Regions from separate parts of the Gossypium hirsutum genome. Here region 2 is linked to region 1. A link is a contact called in public Hi-C data. All regions are on one chromosome and are shown on one strand. Each heading gives the region's core, a stretch centred on a gene start, on an enhancer-like site or on the middle of the called end of the contact. The rest is flanking DNA. Distances are from core to core; before and after follow the strand shown.

Region 1 (5,883 bases), core at 1,813-4,312:
CCTTGAAACAGGCTTTTGAACAAAATTTTGAATTCAATCCTAAAGTTGTTTGGATCTTGATTTTGTGATCGACTCGCTTGGAAAACTCAAATCCTTCCTGTTTTTTGAGTCTTTCTAGTTGTCCAAGCTTGTGATGCTTGTACTATTACATGAAGATGAGAGGTGAAGAGTTATGATTTTAGTGAGCCATACTTGTTGGTCAATCTGGAAAGAAAGGTGTAACATGGTGTTTCATCAGCAACAACCACAACTTAATAATGTTGTTCAAAGGGCTCTGCATGGTTTTTTTTGGAAGTTTAAAGATTCTTGAGATGAATAAAGATGAGTAGCAGTCTAAGGAAAGAGTTGAATGTGAGTATTAAGAAAAGTCAAACGGGGAGTGGTTGAAAGTTAACCGTGATGGGGCTTTTGATGTAAAATCCAAGTTGGTATACGGGCGGTAATAAAGGACTGTGAGGGTAAACTCATTGGTGGTGTTGGGAAAAGTGTTGGTTTGCAAGGTCCTTTGGAAGTTGAAGCTATGGTAGTGGCTGAAGAGGTTTCTTTAGGGGTTAAAAGAGATTGTAAAAAGCTTGTGGTTGAGACTGAGAATGAGTTGGTATATGATAGGATTCTAGGATAAAACAACGGAGTAATGAGGCTATGGCTTGTGATATTGAGATGATGAGAAGTAAGTTTCAAGACCTTTGCTTTAGAAAGGTTAGTAGAAAAGCCAATTGGCTTGCAGATTGAGTGGCTACTCAATACAAGGAGATGCGTCTAACAAATTTGGGTGAATCAATCCTATCTCTTTTTGCAAACATTCTCATTAAAGATGGCCTCCCTGCTTCTCCAATTTGATGTTGGTTTGATGCTTTAAAATACCGAGTTTAAATAATAATAATTAAATTCTACTTATACAATATATGTTAAGTTGTAGATTTAATTCTCGCTCTTCAATTTGATTCTCAATTGTTTTTTTTACAAAAAGAAAGCAAAGTCTCAACAATAACGCAACTAGCGCGACTTTACACCTGGGGCAATGAAAACCCTAACCATCAGGCCAACACACAATACTTAGTACAAGGACTAAAAGCATAATTTGACCTATATTTTCATTTGTTTGAGATGGATGCGACTAGTACCAGCAATCTGCCACATCATTCGATTGTTGTAACTGCTGCTTAGTAGTTGGAGGTCCTGATGTTTTAGGATATCCTCTGAACCTGTCTTTCCCAGGTTTTGCTATTTCGACGTATATCATCCTGCCATCAAATACCTGATAAACATATAGAATCCACATTAAAACCCATGTAGAAATATTGCCTGCATACCAAAGTTGAAAAGATTGAATTCCACCAGAGTTCTCAAGCTCGGTTGATAAAAGTAACTTCGACGAAATAAAAGTTGTAAACAGTGGAATTCTGCTTCACTCAATGGGATGAAAGAAGCAACGCTAAGTTTAATATACAAATATTGGGTCATATTTCACTACTACAATATAGGAGTAAGTTGGAAGTAAAGAAAGAAAGGCAATATAGAACCTGTTGATCCATGTTCTCTACAGCCAGCAAGGCATCATTCTGAGAAGTATATTGAATAAATGCATATCCTTTTGATCTTTTTGTGAAGTCATCCTTGGCAATCTTAACTGTTATAGATAAGAGATATAGTTACTAGACTTTGAAGCTTACATAACATTTAAGATGAAACATATCATCCATTCACTTCTTTTGTTACAAAAGATGTCCCAATCACCTTCAGCTATTTGGCCAAAATTTTCAAATTCCTTCTGCAAACTACTTTCTTTGGAAGAATATGGCAAATCTGCAGCAAAATACACCCAAAAGATGCCAAGATAAAAATGAGGGAAAGAAAAAGGAAAAGAACACAGCTCTAAAATACTAGATCAAAGATTATCTGATGGAGAAATTCATATATGTTATCTTGCTTGTTATAGCATCGAATCAATCTAATTTGACCGAAATGAAGCTAGGAGTAAAACACAAATTTTAAGACTATTGATGGTTTTGCTTCAATTTCCTTTCTCAATAATGCATTGCATCACTATAAATAAGTCCAAACTAAGTTCTTTAGGGATATGATTGTTCTACATGTTTTGAACATGGGGTAAAAAATCAGCTTCCGAATTTTGGCCTACTTTAAATTAATAGAAAAACTCCTTCAGTCTCTTTAAATTAATGGATAGAAAACGAAACTTTTTTCCTTTAAAATATGAGGCAGCCGAAATAGTAAACACAGTTACAACTTGGTCTGCATACTTGTCAACAGTGTTTCTTAAATTTGTTATGGCGTTGAACCTATCATGGCCCCATAGGTTACGGTATCAATAGAACTCACATACTAAAGGAACCTCTTCTAGTCAAAGCATGGAGGTTGATGCATATGACTACCAAAACACAAAGCAAGACATGCTTTCCAAGATTATATCAATGCTATTTCATTTTAATATATATATTCTACGGCAGTCATCAATACAGGACCGGCCATCCTTCACTGTTCATGTATATCTCTTAAAGACAGTGATCTATGAGTGATACAAAGTAGTAAGCAAGAGCAAAATCACAAGGGTTTTCCCCTGCTGAACCACTTTTATTCCTAACCATTTTGCACAGGTTTCATCATCAGAGGAAGAAATAAAATCAATACGTTGCAGTGCATTTCTCAAATTGCAAAATTCCAAACAACAAGAATCGATTTATCTCTGAGCACAAGGAGAACTTAACAAATGAAGTTACTTTATAGCTTTTTCAAGCATGCCAATAGCAGTCTCTCGAGTCTAAACCGTTAGAACACTGTCAACTGTAGTAAAATTAACGATCAGGGAAAGTGTTTTCGAAGACTAAAGAGGTCTATTCCCGATGGCATATAAATTGAAAAGAAAACCCATTTGAAGAGATAGTTATTAATATGAAAATTACAAGTAAAAACAGTGATAGTAAACAAAGAGAGAGAGGGGAGTTTACTTCTAACGAAGATTCTGCTTGCAAGAGGATAGTTAAAGAGCGAGGCTCTTAGGCTGAGGTTGAAGCTTTTATGGAATCGATCTTTTAGGGAGATGGATTAAGGGTAAGAAAGTGTTACGGTTGTCGGCCACATGGAACTGCACTTCATCAAATCCACAGACTAAAACCCTCTCATTTTCATTGCAAACGCAGTGCTTATGAGTTTCAACTCTCAAGCGTCACAATCCGACAAACTAAAACGCTGCGTTCCATACAACTCTTCATCTAATCCTAATTAATATTTAATAGTTTTTAGTGTTTTTTTTAAGGATGATTGATTCTTACTTGTACTCTCTAATCCATCTTTTAACCATCGTTTTTTTAATAAAACGATAAAATTATCTTTTATTAGTTAGTAAATTAGTTATTATTCTTTTTATTTGTTATCTTCAATCTTTATATTTAATAAATTTTAATTAATTAAAATAATAAAAGTTTAATTGATTATAAAAAGTTTAATTTATTAGTTGAGTTTGCTCTCGAACGACACGAACCAAACACAAAAAGGAAAAAATGTAATTCTTTTTAATAGGAAAATAATCTCTCTCAATAAAAGCTGACAAATATCATAATTTCTAAAAAATAGAATTTATTCTTAAATAATAAATTCTCAAAATTTTTTAACAGAATAACAGTATATCGAACTTATGATTTTAGCTCAATCAGTGCTATTTATCTATAGAAAGATGTAAAAGAGTCATGGTCGAACAAATCCTTATAAATAATACTATTTAAAAAGAAAACACTGTCTAGTCTATCTAGGGGGGATGACAAACCCTTTTAATTTCCCATTAGGCTTATCACCCCTCACATGCTATGTAAGGTAGATTGAGTCGCTCATGTATTGAGTCAATTATATATGAATCTTAAACTTTAATCCAACACTTTATAATTTAATTTAATCCAATATTTATTTTTTATTTCTTAAAATAAATATTATTTATTCAATTAACTAATTAACTAATTAATTTCTCAACAAAGTTCTACTTCCGTTAAAGTCATAATAACTTTATAGTAAAAGAATATATGAGAAGATATATTTAATTTTCTTATTTAATAGATTCATAATGAAAAATTAATTTAATTTCATTTTTGAAGTTGAATTACTTAATTATAATTAATTAAATAATAATTCGAAAACTTTAAATTAATTTTTAAGTCATTTTTGTACTAGGTGAGAAAACACATTTATTTGTGAATGCGATCCATTTATTTTACTTCATCATTTCATTCATTTCTATTAAATTGGTTCTACATGTAATTTATTTTTAATTTCAATGAGCTAGTGGAGGAATCGATTGGACATATATAATTAGAGCTTAAATAATCTATAACTATATTCCAACTTTTCGACTATTAATTATAAACTTATTTAGTTATGAAGTCATTCCACTACAATATCATGACTGAATTCTCCTTAATTACATACCATTATGAAAACTACTTAATAAGTGCTTATCCAATAACCTTGTCATAAGTGTTACCCTTATAGGATATCCTTAATCTCTTTGGGATAAATTCATTCTCCCAGTATAATCCTATTTTCCCTCATGGTTGTAACACCCCATACCCAAACCGATTATCGTGTCCGAGCCCTGAGATGTTACATTCGTTGGCGGGGTAACTACAAATAATTACCATTCCATGTAACCTTTCGTTCGTACTGTTAAAATTATTACACACTCCTCTTATCTGAGTTTTATAAGAGCTTACGAAAGCTCTTTTACTAACCTAAAGTCGAATAAAGATTAAATTATAAAGTTTTAAAACTTTCGATTGACGTCACGAATTTGGATTCTAGGTCACGACGTCACTCACTGTCTGATTCTCGTTGCGATGTGAAGGAGCCGATGTTGCGATATGAAGATTCTATTTTCAAATATATCAAACTCAAATATTAAACAACTAGACACTTTCTTTACTACTTCATTAATTAACCTATGTACATGCCATACTTTATACCGTAAACTTTATTTCATACCTTTTTTTCTTCTTCCAAACTTTGATGATGTGATAAGACGTGTTGAGGTTACCACTTTGTACGAAAACTTCTGTAACACCCCTATCCCGTAACCGTCGCCAGAATAGGTAAGGGGCATTACTGGACTTGTAACTCATGTCAGAACAGTAAAATTTTGAACTTTTTCTTGAAATAAAGATCATTCATTTAAATAAGTACTAAGCACAGTCAGAGATAAAATTTAAACTTCACTAAGTAAACATTCAAAAGATGCCATTTTCGCATGGCTTATATACATTAACCAAAAATATTCTTCCGCCACTAGTCTATTCTATACATGCCATAAAATAATTCTAAACATAACAATAACAAGCAGTGGATAGTGATAGTGTGACTAGTTGCTGACGATCCTCGAGCCTGTAGCTTTGTAATGAGATCTATAAAATAGAGAAAACAAAGTAAACAGAGTAAGCATTACAATGCTTAGTAAGTTTTAAGCAGTGTCAACAGATAACAATCAAATTATAACATAGTTGTTCGTATTTTTATTTCACTCTTCCTTCGGGCATACCATCCCTTTACCGAATATGCACATCTCATCATATACAATAGGCAGATAAACTTTCACATAAAAGTGAGCTCATGTGACATAGATATATTGTATGATTTCACATAACCTCTCACACTGATCCGATGTTACATAATCATAGGAATAGTCTCATAGATTGCTCTCGTATGCATCACATAACTACCTTATGATTTAGTTCAAATCAAGCTCACATATAAACTTGGAGTACATACCTGTTTAACCTTTCGCATTGAATATATTTATAAGCAATTCTTATTACGAAGTCTTATAGCTTTAACCTCTACTCGGATTATCGGTGAGACCTTTAGCTCAGACGAAATCTCCACACG
Region 2 (5,883 bases), core at 2,160-4,659, 280 kb after region 1:
CTCACACCGGTATATAACTAATTTGAAATGGGTAAAGAAGGGAGTGGGTGAGTTTAACAAGCTCAGTGAATGATTAGAATAACCACATCGCAAACATATAATCATGCATCTTCATGAAAACCATTTATAAGTACAATTACGATAGTCCTATGTCTAGTGTCGTAGGGTACCTATCCATACATTATCTACTGGTTTATCTACATAGCATACTTACTCATGCAAACATATATCATGTAATGTACATATTTAATCAAACATATATCACTTTTCACACAAGTCACATATAACGATAAATTGGCACTTGAGGTATGAAACATAAAGTGAGCTCTATCATTACTCATCGATATATACGCGGATCTCTAAGACACCTCATAGACTCATAGAGTCAAACATGTCCCATAAGTGAAGCATGCAGCTAGCACTCTCCTTATTTCCCCTCATATGTCCTATTGAATGGAGTTTAGCTCACATTCCATTATCCCTCCAACATGTCCTAAGGCCTTAACGCCCAAAATCACTATACATATAAGTGAATACTCACAATCTTATAGCATGCCAACTATATCCAATGGTTTCAAAATCATAAGGCAAAAATATCTGAAATCAAACACATAACACTTATCGATTATCCGTGCACTATCACTACATGTTAGCATCTTTTGCAAAACACTATCACTTTCATGTAACATATATATTTCATGTATACATTTGCACTTTTCAAAATAGTTACGATATCCACATGTCACATATTTGAGCTTCTCATCACTTTACACAATTTCAAAATCATATAAGCACATAAACCACAAAATAACTATAGATACAAGAAAAATTATACTCAAAATTTAGAGTAGGGGTTTAGGCTACTACTAATTCCTAAATAACACATGACTTGTGTCTACGAGTGGCGATTCCAAACACTTACCCTATGCTTTCGCCAAGAAGTCAAAAGCTCAAACTAGCTCTTCCTTTAACTTGTAGAAGGCTCCAATAAATCCGAGCCTTTACACATAAGAACCATACAATATTCATAATCAGATAGTAGCCAAGGACTCACTTAAACCAACTAAAACATCAATCTATTCTAAGTTCTCATGTAACCAAAACCTTTAACATAACAAACTTAGAATGCTCATAACTCGATCCACGCTTAACCTTTTCACCTAAAATGAATTCCGTTCATCTAATTAGTCATGTACGCCTAATTCTCAACCTTTAAACCACTAAAAACTACTCAATTCATGGTCTCGAAATTTTTTGACATCTTTTTGGCAATTTTCACAAAATTCATTAAAAAGTAAGAAATCATTAACAAAACTTCAAGGTAAGTTTAGAAACTTTCTAATCATGACAAAATGTGTTGAAAACACTTCGAAACCATGTTTTTACTCAAAATCTCGAAATCCACCATTAATGTCTCAATTTTTACCTTTTATTAAAAACTTGCGATTCAATGGCTAATACTTCAATTTTAAGGACCAGATATCACGAAAAACTCATAAGAATTCGAAACATTAACTTTGATGGAAGATTAAACGAGTTTTGACACAAATTCAAAAAACCCACGTTTGAAGAATATGGTGAAATCTATGGAGTCTTTGAATGTTTTTCTTGGAGTTTAAGGAAGGTTTAATGCTTGAGAATGATAAGAAATCAAAGTATTATGGTTTGGGAATAAAAAAATCAATTGGAATGGTGAGGGAAAAGTAAGGGATAACAACTTTAAAGAGAAGAGAAGAAGCTATGGTGAAATATGCTGGGAGTGAGGGTTTATTAGGTTCAATTTTAAAAAAATTGGTGAAACTGCAACATAAATGCTCATAGTTTTGACTTTGTTACAAATAAGTCCTTTTTCTAAAATTAAGGGTTTCTAAAGCACATATTCAAAAAATTCATTTAACAGCTAAGATGCCATAGTCAAATATAATTTCGGTTTACCAAGCTACTAAATTTCGAGCACTCTAAGGCTAAAATTCCTAAAATACTCCTAAAACTCCTGGACCCTATTTTGGGGTGTTACAACTATGAACATCACAAGTAAATAAATACATAAAAAAATTAGGATTTATTCTATTTGGGTCTTGTTTGATTTATTTGCTATCAAGACAATCACATCTATGTCTCTATCTTTTGGGAGTTATTTGCTCTAATACCCAAGACAAGGTACCTCCCTAAATGGACTTGATAGACGACATAATAATCTTTTAACCGATTTGCTTGATTATAATTAGGCTATGGACCATTAGATTACTTACTGATATATATTAGTTAAATAGTAAGTAATCAACAAGCCAATATTTGCTTGTTCATTTTGCTTTGCATGCAAAAACGATTGAGGACAAATACAAATGATATTAATGTGAAAGATGGAATTTTATTAAACCAATTTGTTTGAAAAAGTTAGAAATTACATATGATGAAAAACCTAAGGGCACTAATATCAACAAGCAGTAGCTGAAAAGCTATAAGAAAGGGAAATATGTATTGATACCTTGCTAGATACTGATACATAGCACCAAATATTAGAACATGTGGGCTATGTATTTATACCTAATTCCTTGGGTAGTGCTACTGAATTGTTTTGGGTGTTTTGAGCCATCTGAAGCTCGTTTTTTGCTTCGAGCACCTCTAAACACTCACGAAAGATTTCTAAATGATTTGAGATTATTTCAAAACATTCAAGTTGATTTTAGCTCATTTTTACGATTTTATTTATATTGTTTCAAAGCTTAAAATCTTAAATATTTTCAAGATTATTAATTTATATATGCTTTAGTGACATCTTCCATCCGTATTGGGAGTCAGGACAAGTGAAGAGTATTATATGATAATTGGGGAAGGACTGTATGAAACAGATATGCTACATCATCCAGTATCTCTTACCAATTATTTTATGCCATTTCAACATCTTTTTTCATGTCATTGACACATCATTTTGGTAAATTTTTCAACTTGAACCTTGGACCCTAAACCCTAGACCTTGGATCCCAGACCCTGAATCCAAAATCTTGGACCCTAGACCTAAAGGTTTAAGATCGAGGGTTTAAGGTCCAAGGTCTAAGGTTTACTGTCCATAGTCTAGGGTCTAGAGTCCAAGGTCTAAAGTTAAAGGTCTAAGGTCCAAAATCTAAAATCAAGGATCCATAGTCCAAAGTTTAAGATTTAGGGTTCGGGTTAAAAAAATTACCAAAATAATGTGTCAATGACATAAAAAAAATATTGAAATGACGTTAAATAATTGATAATAGATTTAGAATGACGAGGCATATCTATCTATTACAATCTTTTTCCTATGATGATTGGGAATGATGCTAGGTTTTATATGCGATGACATTTTGCGTTAATTGAACCCCAAAACAAAATCAAATTCGAATTTAAATATATGGGATTGGCTTTTGGGTTAACTTAGATTTTGCGAGCTTAAATATATGTATACTCTACATATGATAGTAGTTGGTCGTAAAGTCGTAGTACTGAGTAATAAAGGTGGAAAAGTCTAAAAGCTTGCAAGTTGCAACTACCCACTTCACCTCTGCCACAGCCAGTCCGGTCTTTGCAAAGCATACCGCTCTCTACATCTTTGGTAGATGGATTGTTAAAAAGCACAAGCCCAGTTAGCATTTATTTTTCTATTTTGCCTTTTAATTTTCTACTTTCCTACTCTTATTAAACATTCCCACCGATTCCTTGCTTTTTTCAACCATTCATTCAATCCCCTCTCTCTTTCTCTCCGTGTGTGTCTCAGTTCTATTGCTGATAAACCCTGTGGAAATTAATAGAGAATTGCATTTTCTGAATATCAGGCGGTTTTATATTTTCATTTACTAAATCCGGAAGATCCCAAAAATTTTGTTATACTGTTTTAGTTTCTCAGTTTAAACCCACAGGGAGCATTAGGGTTTCTTAGCGGAATTCTGATGATCAGCTTTTGGCTCTTTGGTTTTGGAGGTTAGTATATGCTGTTCTTTGTATATCGTATTATTTTTATTCCCTGCCTTATTGCTTAGCATTTGAAAAAGTATCTTCATTTCTTTGCCATCGTTTCTACTTTTCAATAACCAATATTTTAGTTTCTTTTTTAAAGAAAAGAGAAGAGCAATCCATTGAACTCACGACTTGGTTAATGTTTTTTTTTAAATTGTTTTTATAATTTCGCTAGAGAATCACTTTGATACTTTTCCTTTTTCTTTTTTATTTTGCCCGTTTCTAGGATTAAAGATAGAGTTGTGATGGGAGTAAAGGTTGCCCCCCTGCAATTTATTGTCTTAGTTGCTTCTTTTGCAGTCCTGCTTGTGGCTTCTGACACTGTAAGATTGTACAATCTAAAAGTTATATGCAAGTTGTAGAATTTATAACTTGCATTCAGAATCTGAATGTTTCTCTTTTTGTCATCACTTTGGTATCTCAGGCCTCTAACGGATGGACTGCACCTTCTAACAATTCTTCCAAGTATAAGGGTAATGAAGGTGCTGGATTTGTTAAATTTGTTAATTGTTGTGGTAAATATTGACATTTTTTTGAAGATTAAGTTGTTTCATTTTGTTGGGTCAAATAGCAGAATGCCCTTCGGGATGGGTTCTTGCTCCAAATAAAACTAAGTGCTTTGGGTACAATGAAAGTTTGGAATCATGGGATGAATCTGAGATCCATTGTAAACGATATCATGGACACTTAGCTGCCCTAACATCATTTGAAGAACTAAACTTTGCACAACATCTGTGTGGCCAAAGTGTCAATGGTTGCTGGGTTGGAGGAAGAGTTAGCAATTCGACTATCAGTTCTGGTTGGAAGTGGTCTGATAATACATCGGTCTGGAATGAATCAGTTCTTAGATCATCTGCCCAATCCATTTGCCCCAAATCGTCATGCATTGTCAACAATTCAGTTGATTTATGTACATTGGTGAAGAATGGATCAGAACCTTTTGTGAGCAAGAGATGCAATGCATCTCGTGCTTTTCTGTGCATGGTTGATATTGGTAAGATAATGGTTATTTTAATTTTTTCGATTGGTTGCTCTATAGCATTTTTGTCACCACTATTAGATTATATATTGATCTTTCCTTTCTATAGTATGTTTCACATTTTTTTTGTTAAGTTCTGCCATTAGTCCTTGTACCATGCATTAATTATGGATTTAGTTTTTGTGCTTTAAATTGGTTATTTTTTGTCTCTTTGCTTTTTGAATTTTGAAATTTTAGTCCTGACTAGGCGGTAGCTGTCAAATTCATCAAGTTAATTTATGCTATTTCCAAAATCTTATATGGCAAATATATTATTAGAGTGTATGGCATGTCAGCTTGTTATTTTTACATATTACTCCAAGATTGAAATTTCAAAATTCAAGAAGTTCAAGGATTAAGAATGTTCAAATTGAAGAATATGGATTAAAGCAACAACTTTAGGAATAGTTCATGATTAATAGTAGAATTTAATCAAACGGTTTTAACTACTATCATTTGGGTCAGGACTGAAATTTTAGAATTCAAGAAGTACTAGGACTAAAATTAACCAGATTAAAGTACAAAGATCAAATTTATAACTAGCGCATAGTATAGGGACTAATAACAGAATTTGACCAACATTATTTTGTCATTGTTAAGATTACATTTTTCCACTTGCAGAGGACAAATGTTACTACATGCACTGCCATAAGGAATATCTCATTATCCTAGCAGTTGTTAGTGGATTGGTTCTCTTTACAACATTTGCTGTTGTTGTTTGGCTGCTTGCTTATAAGCGGAGTAAACGGCGTAGAAGATCAAGAAAACTATCCAATCCTGACACTTCTGCATTAGTTCCACCCTCATGGAAAATATTCACCAGTGATGAATTGAGGTCGATCACAAAAAATTTCAGTGAAGGAAATCGACTTCATGGAGATGCT

Evidence for each region. Hi-C and Micro-C count contacts between places; a contact is called where the count stands out from the background.
Region 2: a contact with region 1 is called in a Hi-C map of leaf, with 1.7 times the contacts expected there. The contact joins the promoter of LOC107925341 here to the promoter of LOC107952434 in region 1. A contact is called at or near these places in 3 of 34 Hi-C or Micro-C datasets (fibers, hypocotyl and leaf).

The regions. Positions count from the first base shown.
Region 1 is chrA01:64,887,283-64,893,165 of Gossypium_hirsutum_v2.1, forward strand. LOC107952434 (organelle RRM domain-containing protein 1, chloroplastic) reads right to left here and starts at 3,063. Exons shown (of 4, transcript XM_016887687.2): 1 at 2,967-3,063; 2 at 1,738-1,806; 3 at 1,524-1,630; 4 at 917-1,258. The coding sequence starts at 3,063. The coding sequence ends at 1,118.
Region 2 is chrA01:65,169,794-65,175,676 of Gossypium_hirsutum_v2.1, forward strand. It overlaps LOC107925341 (C-type lectin receptor-like tyrosine-protein kinase At1g52310), which reads left to right and starts at 3,410. Exons shown (of 6, transcript XM_016856012.2): 1 at 3,410-3,945; 2 at 4,208-4,304; 3 at 4,406-4,454; 4 at 4,556-4,975; 5 at 5,621-5,883. The coding sequence starts at 4,227.